Linked DNA regions of Rattus norvegicus: region 2 is linked to region 1. Evidence: chromatin contacts called from public Hi-C data. All regions are on one chromosome and are shown on one strand. The core of a region is the stretch at or near the end of the contact, and the rest is flanking DNA. Distances in the headings are between cores, read along the strand shown.

Region 1 (4,400 bases), core at 1,281-3,780:
TCGATGACCTCTGAGGTCCCTGCCTACTGGAAGATTTTACGACCACTATAAAAATAATAACTTTTATTGCCTTACATTTATGGCGCTCATTAGAAAATTTCGAAGTGCTTTTACCTAAATTGCCTTGTAAAAAGTCCTCTCCTCAGCCCCGTGAGCGACAACGGATCATTTTCATCTCTGATCTTGGCTCTGACGCTTGCCTGGCTTGGGACACGGTGGCGACCCTTCTTTTCTGAGGTCCCGGGACCCCAGAAGAGGAGAAAGGCTCTGTAGGGAGATTGCAGCGCCATCCCAGTCCCCCCACGGCCCCACTCCCGGCTCCTGGCTTCCTGTGAGTCTGGAAAATCAAAGGGATCTAAAGCTAAACCGGTGAGTCTGGGGATTCAATCTAGACTACTTCTCCCTTTGCCCCCAGCAGGCGCCGCTCGGCCACCACGGCCACTACCATCTGGATCTTCGAACCCCAAACCCAAGAAAGCTCGGTGCAGCCTAGCCTACCACGACCCTCCAGGGGACCCCAGAGATGTGCAGGCGTCCGCCTCAGGAGGCGGGGAAGGACAACCCCATCACACCTCCTTTCAACACACCCTCTGCACACCCACTAGCCCTTCATCGCCAGGCTGTCTGCTCGGGGTAGCTACAGATCAAAGCGGCAGGGGCCAGACACCCAACTAGCAGTGGAAGCTGAAGGCTGGGGCTGCCCGCTGGGTGTGTCGGTGGTGGGGGTGGGGGTGATCTGCCGCTGTCCTCGCCACTGGGCTCCAGGACCACGCCGCCAAACCGCCCCAGCTCCCGCGGCTGGCTAGGCAGCCAGGCGCGGGCTCCCATATGTGGTCAAGTAGAGTAGCTGCTCTTGAAGGAAAAATCAAGCGAGCCCCGACTACGGCTTCTTCCCAGCTTCTGCCTGCCCCATCTTCTCACCCCGGGACTACCCAGTGCCTGCCTGGTATGGTTTTGCCCTTCCTGTCGGACGTCGAGCAGGATGAGGAGCTTAGGGAGTTCAGTGGAGCCAAGACATGAAATGACGCGCCCCTCCTACCCCAGTCAGAGGGTATCTATAGAGGTCCACCTACCGCACCTCCGCTTTTCTCCACCTCCCCCTGGCCACCTCACCTTTCCGGTCCAGAGAGGCCAGAAGTACCGGGGACACTGCCCCACCCCAAAGAGAGCCCCAAAAGTCGAAGAAGCGGGAGCATTGAGACGTACACGAAATGGTCCAGCTTGGGCCAAACGCGGTGTCTTAAGGGGACACCTCTCTTCCGCCCACCCGAACCCCTTCTCCAGTTCCACGTGGAGAAAGTCGCCCATACCATACCTTGGGCCCCGGCTGAGTGGATCCGATGCAGGGCCAGTAGAGTCCAGATCGGCAGCCTCCACATGCTGGGCATCCTGACGGAGGGGTCCTCTGCTGTGCCCTCCTCTTTGCGAGTTGCTTTATAATCCTGTGGGGTCCCGGGAGACTGCGTGGCCAAGTCCTGGACGCTATGACCGTAGGGACCGCACCAGCGACCCCAAATGCTTTCTCCTCTTTCTGTGCTGGCTATTCCGTAAGTCGAGGGGAGAGGAGAAAGAGGCCAAGCCTCCTCTCAAACTCGGGGTGCCTGTATTTCTTAGCACCCCGACTCAGACTACTTCTCGAAGGCAGGGCGACCCCTGCGATCCGGCCTGGTCGCTAGATGAGCTCCGGAATGAGAGGACAACTTCAGGAAACTTCCTTCTGATGGCCACGTTGCCCGCCTCCCGCCCCTCCCCGCCCCCTGGTTGGGTTCTCCCGGGCCGACGTAGTCACCACGGTTCCAGACGCCCGGCCCCTGGGACTGGATGCTAGCAGAACACAGTGGCAGGCGCGGGCGCCGGGTGTCTTTGAGATGGGGCGCAGGGCTCCGGGGGCGCGGTTAGCATAACGGTCCGAATCTCCCCGGAGCCGGAGCCGAAGTTTTCTTCTCTTCTAACTTTGCAGAAGGCATCTGGCAGGGCCAAGCCACCCTTCAGAGCTCCACGGTCCTCGCACCCAATTCAGTGATTTCGGGGGATACGTCCCCTGGGGCTTCAGTGCGGGGCTCGCCCTAAGCTCTGAGCACCTCCGACTACCAAACTTTGCGGGTCCCACGGCCCGGCGCGCAGCCCCGTGCACCCATGTCTGCGCCAGCTGCGGGCAGGGATAGATGCCCGGTTCGGGTACCGGGCTGGGCGACCCGGGTTCCAGCCAGTGCTCGGGCGCGGAGCCTCTTGCGGGCGATCGGGAGGAGAAGACCGGCGGGTCCTGCTCTCCGCCGCACCCGGGATGGAGGTCGGCGCGAGCTGCACCGGGAGAGCCCGGCCGGCAGTCCTGGGATCCGGGGTTTCGGCGCCGCCTCGGCCGCCCGGCGTTTTCGCCCAGCGCGGGGACCCCAGTCTCTGCGGCCGCTCCCGCGCCTCCTCCGCGCCTGCCGCTCGCCCACCTCGGCAGCCGCTGCCTCGCGGAGCCTAGAGCCCTGGGCTGCCGGGGCTCAGCGTCCTAAGAGCCGCTCTGCTGCCGAGCCTCAGAGTCTGCCTGCGTCGAGCCGGAGCTGCGGGGGCAGCGGGAGCCGGGGACGAGCGCGGCGGAGGCGGAGACGCGGAGAGGGGGGCCGAGCGCTACCCCGTGGCCGCGACTGGAGCGCAGCCTGCGCGCAGGGAGGGGGCGGCGGCGGCCCTGAGCCAGGCCCGGGAGCGAGCCTCGCAGAAACCCAATCCGTGTGCGCGGCCGCGGGCGCCTGGCTTCTCCGGGACCCACCGGAGGGCAGTAGTGCGGGCCGCGAGCGAGTCGCTCTCTCTGGCCTTGTCTTCTAGCTTCAGCCTTCCCTCCCTCCGTTCCTCCCTCCCTCCCTCAAAGGCCTCATCCAAGTCTCCCATAGGCAGGAGACCCCAGCACCCCTCTGGACATGACGGGGCAGGACAGTTTGGGAAGGGTGTGTGTGTGTGTGTGTGTGTGTGTGTGTGTGTGTGTGTGTGTGTGTGTGTGTGTGTGCATGTGTCGGTCAGCCGGTTGGTTCCAGTTTTTCCTTCCTAGGTCAGACTCTTTAAAAGTCTGGAAACGCTCAGGGCGGAGAGCAAGATAAAGGGAAAGTCTGGGACTTGCAGAAAGCTGAAAAAGTGAAGCTGGTGCCAAACTCGTGCGTTCTTTGTTTCTTCTTCTTCTGAGCTCCCCTTTAAAGGCACATTGGCAGCGGAGACACAATGGAGAGAGCCAGAGGGGTCCTCCCTCGTGGCCCACGAATGGGAGCAGAATGCACCTTCCGGTGTGGGAAGGCCAGGAGCTGTAAGACCCCTTTAACAGTTGCATACACGGGCAACAGGCGTCTCTACCTCCGTGGGCTCTTTCCTCTATTAAAAATATTAAAAGTAATATTTTGCGGCTGTGTTGGCATGAAAACAAATATATTGCTACATATTAAAACATTTTCTTTCATTTAAAAGTTCATTTAATTTTTCCCCTGATTTTAAAAGAAATTAAAACATTTCCGTGGGTTTCCTAAAAGACTGTGTAGTCCCTGGCACTGAGCCTGCTGGGAGAAGTCAGCCTTGCAAGCTCGGTATTTTGGCTGGAAAAGGAAGGAATGAGGACCTTCGCCTTTGCCAACCTTTCTCTTCATGCCCCCTGAGCCCAGGTCTTTAGAGACACACCCCTGTTGTCATCCTGTTCTGGTCTTTACCCTTCAAGCATCTTAGTGACTTTGAGGGCTCTGCCTCATCCTCTCCAGTCCGGGCCACCTTTTCTCCTCGCTGTGGAGTGAATAGAGGCACTGAACACATCTCATCGCTCTTCCGGTCTCGGTCTCTCCTCACCTGCCTTGGAAGAAAGAACTGTGAGCATTTAGTGGAAATAGATGAAAAGCCAGCCTGCCTATCTTCGGGTTTATATTCGTCCACTTCAAACGCTGCTTTTGCCTTTTCCCCTGACAGCCTGTGCCCTGTCCAGGCCCAGTGCTTGCTGTGCGGCTGAGTTTTTCACCCAAAAGTGAGTGGCTTTAGGGGCAGGCAGCCTAGCTCTCTTCCCCCTCGGTGGCCACGCCCCTCCCGTCGCCGAGAAGCCAAGATTCTGCCTCCCTAGCTCCAACCCCCAGACTCGGCAATACACGCTTGAGAGCTCAGGCCCTGCCCAGCCCATCAGGAACAGCTGTTCTTCAGGGTGTTGTTGCACGGATTGCTCACAGAGGGGGCCTGAGAGTCAGTTTTGCAGCAACTGCTTCTTAGCCAGCAATCCGAGCGGAGAGACTGTCTGTGCCCTTGGGCTGGAGTTCATGTGGGTACTAATGTCTGAAATCTTGCTGGATTTCTCCATTTGGGTCCAGTGCTCAGGCTTGTAACTGTAAGAGTCTGAGTTAGCTCCTCTCAGGCCCCAGAGAGCATTCGTGCCCTTCCTAAGAGTAGACCTTTTG
Region 2 (4,623 bases), core at 1,468-3,967, 220 kb after region 1:
GATCAGGGAGAACGAGGAGCCCTCCCCAACCCCCATGAAGGCATGGGGGAAGCTAAGGGGCTAAGGAGAATAGGGAGACCTTCCCCAGGTTGAAGGACTGGAGAAGGCATTGCCCAAGGGGACCAGGGGACCATGGCCACTGCCCTTCGAGTCTGTCTCTACCAAAGGGGTGAGACTGGCTTAACTGATGGCTGGCTCACTTGTTGGCTCAAGTGTCATCCATCAGGCCAGATGAGTGCCAGTGTGGGCTGGCTCCGATCATCTGCTGCCCAGATTGCCTCACCAGATGCCTCCGTGATGGTCCAGGCTCTGGTCCAACCTCATCCAACCTACCCTGCCCAGGCACTGGGGCGGTCTGCCTCCAGCACCAAGCCAAACAAGATGCTGTCCTCTCAAAGAAGGCAGTATTGTGTTGCCTCCGTGACCCACAGACTACAGACTGTCACTCTGCGGTGAGACGAGGGAGGACTTTTGCTTTCTGGAGCTGCTGGGGGTCTCTGGGTCATCTCTCACACTCTCTAGCTCTCGGGATAATGTACACGGAGGCTCACAGTCTCTGACACTGTTCCCTCTGGCTAGAACACAACCCCTGACACTTTCCCAGCCCTCCCCCACTTCAGACATACTAGCAAACCTATGTCTCTCCTGATGCATTCATTACAGGGCATCGCCATTCGCACAGGGCATCTTTCAGAAGGAGGTCACCACCCCGCTTCCTATGCATCCGGTCCATACACACTCAGTAGTTGCACGGAAGGTACCTTGTCAACCAAGGCAGATAGGAGCAAAGCCCAACTAAAATACACCTTCAAAGTCACACCTCTAGCGACCTACATCCCCTGGCCCCTAAAAGCTCTTCTGTGAGCCCATCCGTGAATTAACCCATCCTTAAGGTTAAACACCCTTGTAATTCGCTCACCTCTCAATGGCGCCACCAGCTGGTGGTAGTGGTGGCGGGACACTGCCGCTCCAAAATGTAATTAATACCTAGGATTCCACTGGAGACTGTGGTAGGTAACCCCCTGAAGGTAGGCACAAGTTCCCGTGACTTGTGACTATGTGGCTCACGCCTGGACTCCACGGAAAGAGGTATTTTTGATGTAACTACAAACTGTGAAGTAAGCTTAATCCAGATCACTGGGATGCAGTCTAAGGACCATGAAAAAGGAAGGTGAGGTAGGCTGGGGCTCTAATGCCTGTCAGGGGAGCATAGGCCCCGTGACCCTGAGCCGAGAGGAGAGAGAGGTACAGCCCCTGTAAACTGGTATAGGCAAGGAAGGGCTCCCTCTGGAGCCTCCAAAGGGAGGAGGATCCTGGTCACACCTCGAGTTTAGTCTTCCGGCTTTCAGACCTGTGAAAGAATAACTACCCTTGTTGCTTCAAGCCATCAAACTTCCGAAAATGTGTTAGAGCCACCGCTGGCCACTAGGACAGAAGGTCCCAGAAGAAGGATGAAGCTTGAAGGACTCTGGCCAAACTCCAGCAACCATAAAACAAGCTGCTTAAAAACCTCACCATGGACGGACATCTTTTCAAGGAACGGAGAGGGATCTGCCTATCCCCCAAGAGGGGCCTTTCCTTGGGGCAGGAGGAGCTTTCCCTTTTCATCCCCAGACTCATTGAGGGACTGATTGAATGAGGATTTTCATCTCAAGGCTCCAACCACCAGGATTTCAAAGCTTCTTGCTTCTCAGGGTTAAAGTTCCTGGGCAGGAAGAAAGAAAAAAAAAATCTCTGTGAAAAGTTTTCTGAGGCCAGGGAAGGTGGTGAGTTATTCCCTTTGAGAGATTTCTTTTACATGTTCACCTCTGAAGTAGCTAAATGAACGGAGCTGTCGGCGCGCCCGGCACGCTATAACGTGTCCGTGAAGTACCTGGGGAGCTTGTTAAAGGGTAGTTCCTGATGCAACCAGCCTAGGCCTGGCCCCGTCTGGGCCTGAGAGCCTGCATTTGTAACAAGCTCTAGGGAGACATCTAGGCTGCTGGCTCACAGGACAGGCAGGCTGTGAGTTAGGATAGAACTATAGTCGGTTGACTCTGAAGGTCACTCGCTCTGTATCCGCCGACTCGGCTGTTACGGCCTGCTAACAAAAGGAAAACTGAGTCAGGGGAAGGAGAAATGTCACCTAAGGTCTCTGCATTGGGAAGGGTCTTGGATGGAAATCTAAGCACCACCCTAGGCTTGTTGTGGCGACGGTGACGGTGACCGGAAGACGGAGGCCTTTCCTTTAAGGGTAAGAGCCCTCTATACCCTTCGGCCTGGCAGTTAAACTGCCCATCCACCTCTACATTTTAAAACACACGTCAGCTGCCAGGCTGATCGATAGGCTCGCTCATCTGTGAGGTTTGAGGCTCTCTCCACAGATGTAATCAGGGCTCTAGAGACGTCCTGGCAGCGGGCACGTGGGGAGGGAGCTCGGCAATACGTTTAATCAAGGAGCAGATGGGGAGCTGATAGAGTGTGTAGAAAAATCAGGTTTCTGTGATAACATTCTCTTCCCCCACTCAGCCTCCGCACCCCCTGGCTTCTCCATCAGGACTCCCGGCGCCAACTCTAGCCCTGCCCTTTCCAAAGATGTTTTCTTCCCTGGGAACTCCAGGGCCCCTTTATAGAGACCTTGGGAGTGGGGAGGGTGGACTGGGGAGGGATGGGAGACTGCACTTGGATCCTAAGTCCCCTCTCTAGCCTGAGCCTGAAGAGGACAGGAAGCCAGGAACCAACAGACTGAACACTAAGCACTGGAAAAGGCATTGGAAGAGCTCTCAGCCAGAGCCTTCTGCAGCTGGCAGAGAGGACGTGGGGCTGGTGGCCTGGGTACTCCATTCACAGACTCCCCCCGCCCGTCCCCCAACCCAGTGTCTTGCATTACGGGTCCAAAAGAGGATCTATGGAATGGTTGCCACTGAGGGTAGCTTTGTCCCCAAAGAACACTTGGCAATGTCTGAAGACATTTTCTGATTGTCACGACTAGGGTGGGAGGGTTCTCTTGGCACCCCGAGGGTACAGGCTGGGGATGCTAGAAACGTCTACATAACACAGGACGGCCTCCACCACGGCACAAATAGTTTTCCCAAAATGTCAGCAGAGCCCTGTCGAGAAATCCCGCTCCTCGGGGAGCCAAGGCTGGCCACAGCTCTGCTTAAACCGGCTGATTGGCTCCAGGTGAGTTTGTCTGGCTCCCTTCCGGACCCGCTTCTGTTCGGTTCTCAGGCTAGCTCATCGAATCTGCTCAGGGACATGTAATGTGCATGTATGTCCATGTATACATGCACACACTCCAAGTCAAGTGCCATTAAGTAGGCCTGGGCCTTTTATTAGCTCAGGGAAATCTGTATATATGTAGAGGTTTGGGGATAGGTAGGGAACCTTTTCATCTCCCCCATCCCCGCATTCCTCTCCTCCTAGGTCTAGTCTTTTCCATTGCCTTCTCTTTGGACTTGGCTTTGTTCTGCAACAGATGTGTACAGAGACTGCATCCGAACCATCTCCCTCTGATTTGCAATTGGGCTCTGTCCCTCCTGGACCTGAGAGTGCAGCTACACAGAAAGCATGCTTCCAGAACAAGATGGCCTCCTAAGGCAGTTGCTTGGAGAACCACACTCCCCGCATCCCGGCTCTGATCCTCTTAGTCAGGTTCAGGTCTCCACACAGCGAGTTACTTGATAGAATCCATGTCTGCCCATCCGTGCGGGGTCAGCGCATCCGAGGCACTGAGCTCAATGTGTTTAACTAACATCAGGTGTTCTCTGCCATTTCCTGACCGTGTTTCTATCTCCATTTGACAAGTGAGAAACTGAGTCTCAGAGAAGTTAACAACACACACGTGCTAGAGGTCACACAGCAGGTAAAAAAGCAAGATCAGAGGACTTGACCCCGTAGGTGACTGCAAAGACCAGTCTCTCTGGAGTAGGTACTCCACTCTGTCTCCTCCATAACTCCTTAAAAGCAGTCCACATACACACAGCATCGGTGTGACCTAGGACTTGTTAGACACACAGATCCCAGCCCTGCCCTGAATGTAGAACTCAATATGAGCTTTACTATGGGAGATCTCAGGTCTCAGGGATGTGCGGATGAGATGCTTCTGAGGGTCCCTGCTAGAGGGCAGTGGGACTGGGGTGTGAGCAGGATCCCCATCCCCCCACCCCCAAAGCTGGCCATCTCCTCTGCCTAGTAACTATATCACGACATTCTCTCTCTGGTTACTCAAGAACGCCGACTTACAGGCTGGGGCATCGCTCAGTGGGTAGAGTGCTGGTGCAAGCTCAAGGGCTTGAGTTCAAATCCCCAGAAACCTACATAAAAGCCAAGTGCAGGGGCTGGTGTCTGTGATCCCAGAGCGGAGGGGTAGAACTGACACAGGTGAATTCTGAGGGTTCACCGGCCTAGCCAAATTGTCAGGTTCCTGGCTCCGTGAGAGACACTGTCTCAAAAAATAAGACTGAGATCAATAAAGAAGGCATCCAATGTTGTCCTGTGGCACAAAGGTTGAGTGCATGTGCACACATGTATGCACACACGTATGCACATGCACATAAGAATGCTGATGTCTCTTGGAAATCAGCCGTTCCGCCTCCCCAGAGAAAGCTGCCCCCCTCCTCCAGGTCACAAATACAGCTGCTG

The links. Hi-C and Micro-C count contacts between places; a contact is called where the count stands out from the background.
Region 2: a contact with region 1 is called in a Hi-C map of frontal cortex, with 4 times the contacts expected there. The contact joins the enhancer-like site here to the promoter of Sdk2 in region 1. A contact is called at or near these places in 3 of 12 Hi-C or Micro-C datasets (frontal cortex, mammary epithelial cells and prefrontal cortex).

The regions. Positions count from the first base shown.
Region 1 is chr10:99,599,153-99,603,552 of GRCr8, forward strand. Sdk2 (sidekick cell adhesion molecule 2) reads right to left here and starts at 2,531. Exons shown (of 44, transcript NM_001413325.1): 1 at 1,316-2,531. The coding sequence starts at 1,388.
Region 2 is chr10:99,817,559-99,822,181 of GRCr8, forward strand. No RefSeq gene overlaps it. Among named protein-coding and RNA genes, the nearest start is that of Sdk2, 220 kb to the left of the region's middle. Within about 2 kb of position 2,718, at least 6 of the 93 cell types and tissues checked have an H3K27ac peak or open chromatin away from gene starts, as enhancers often do.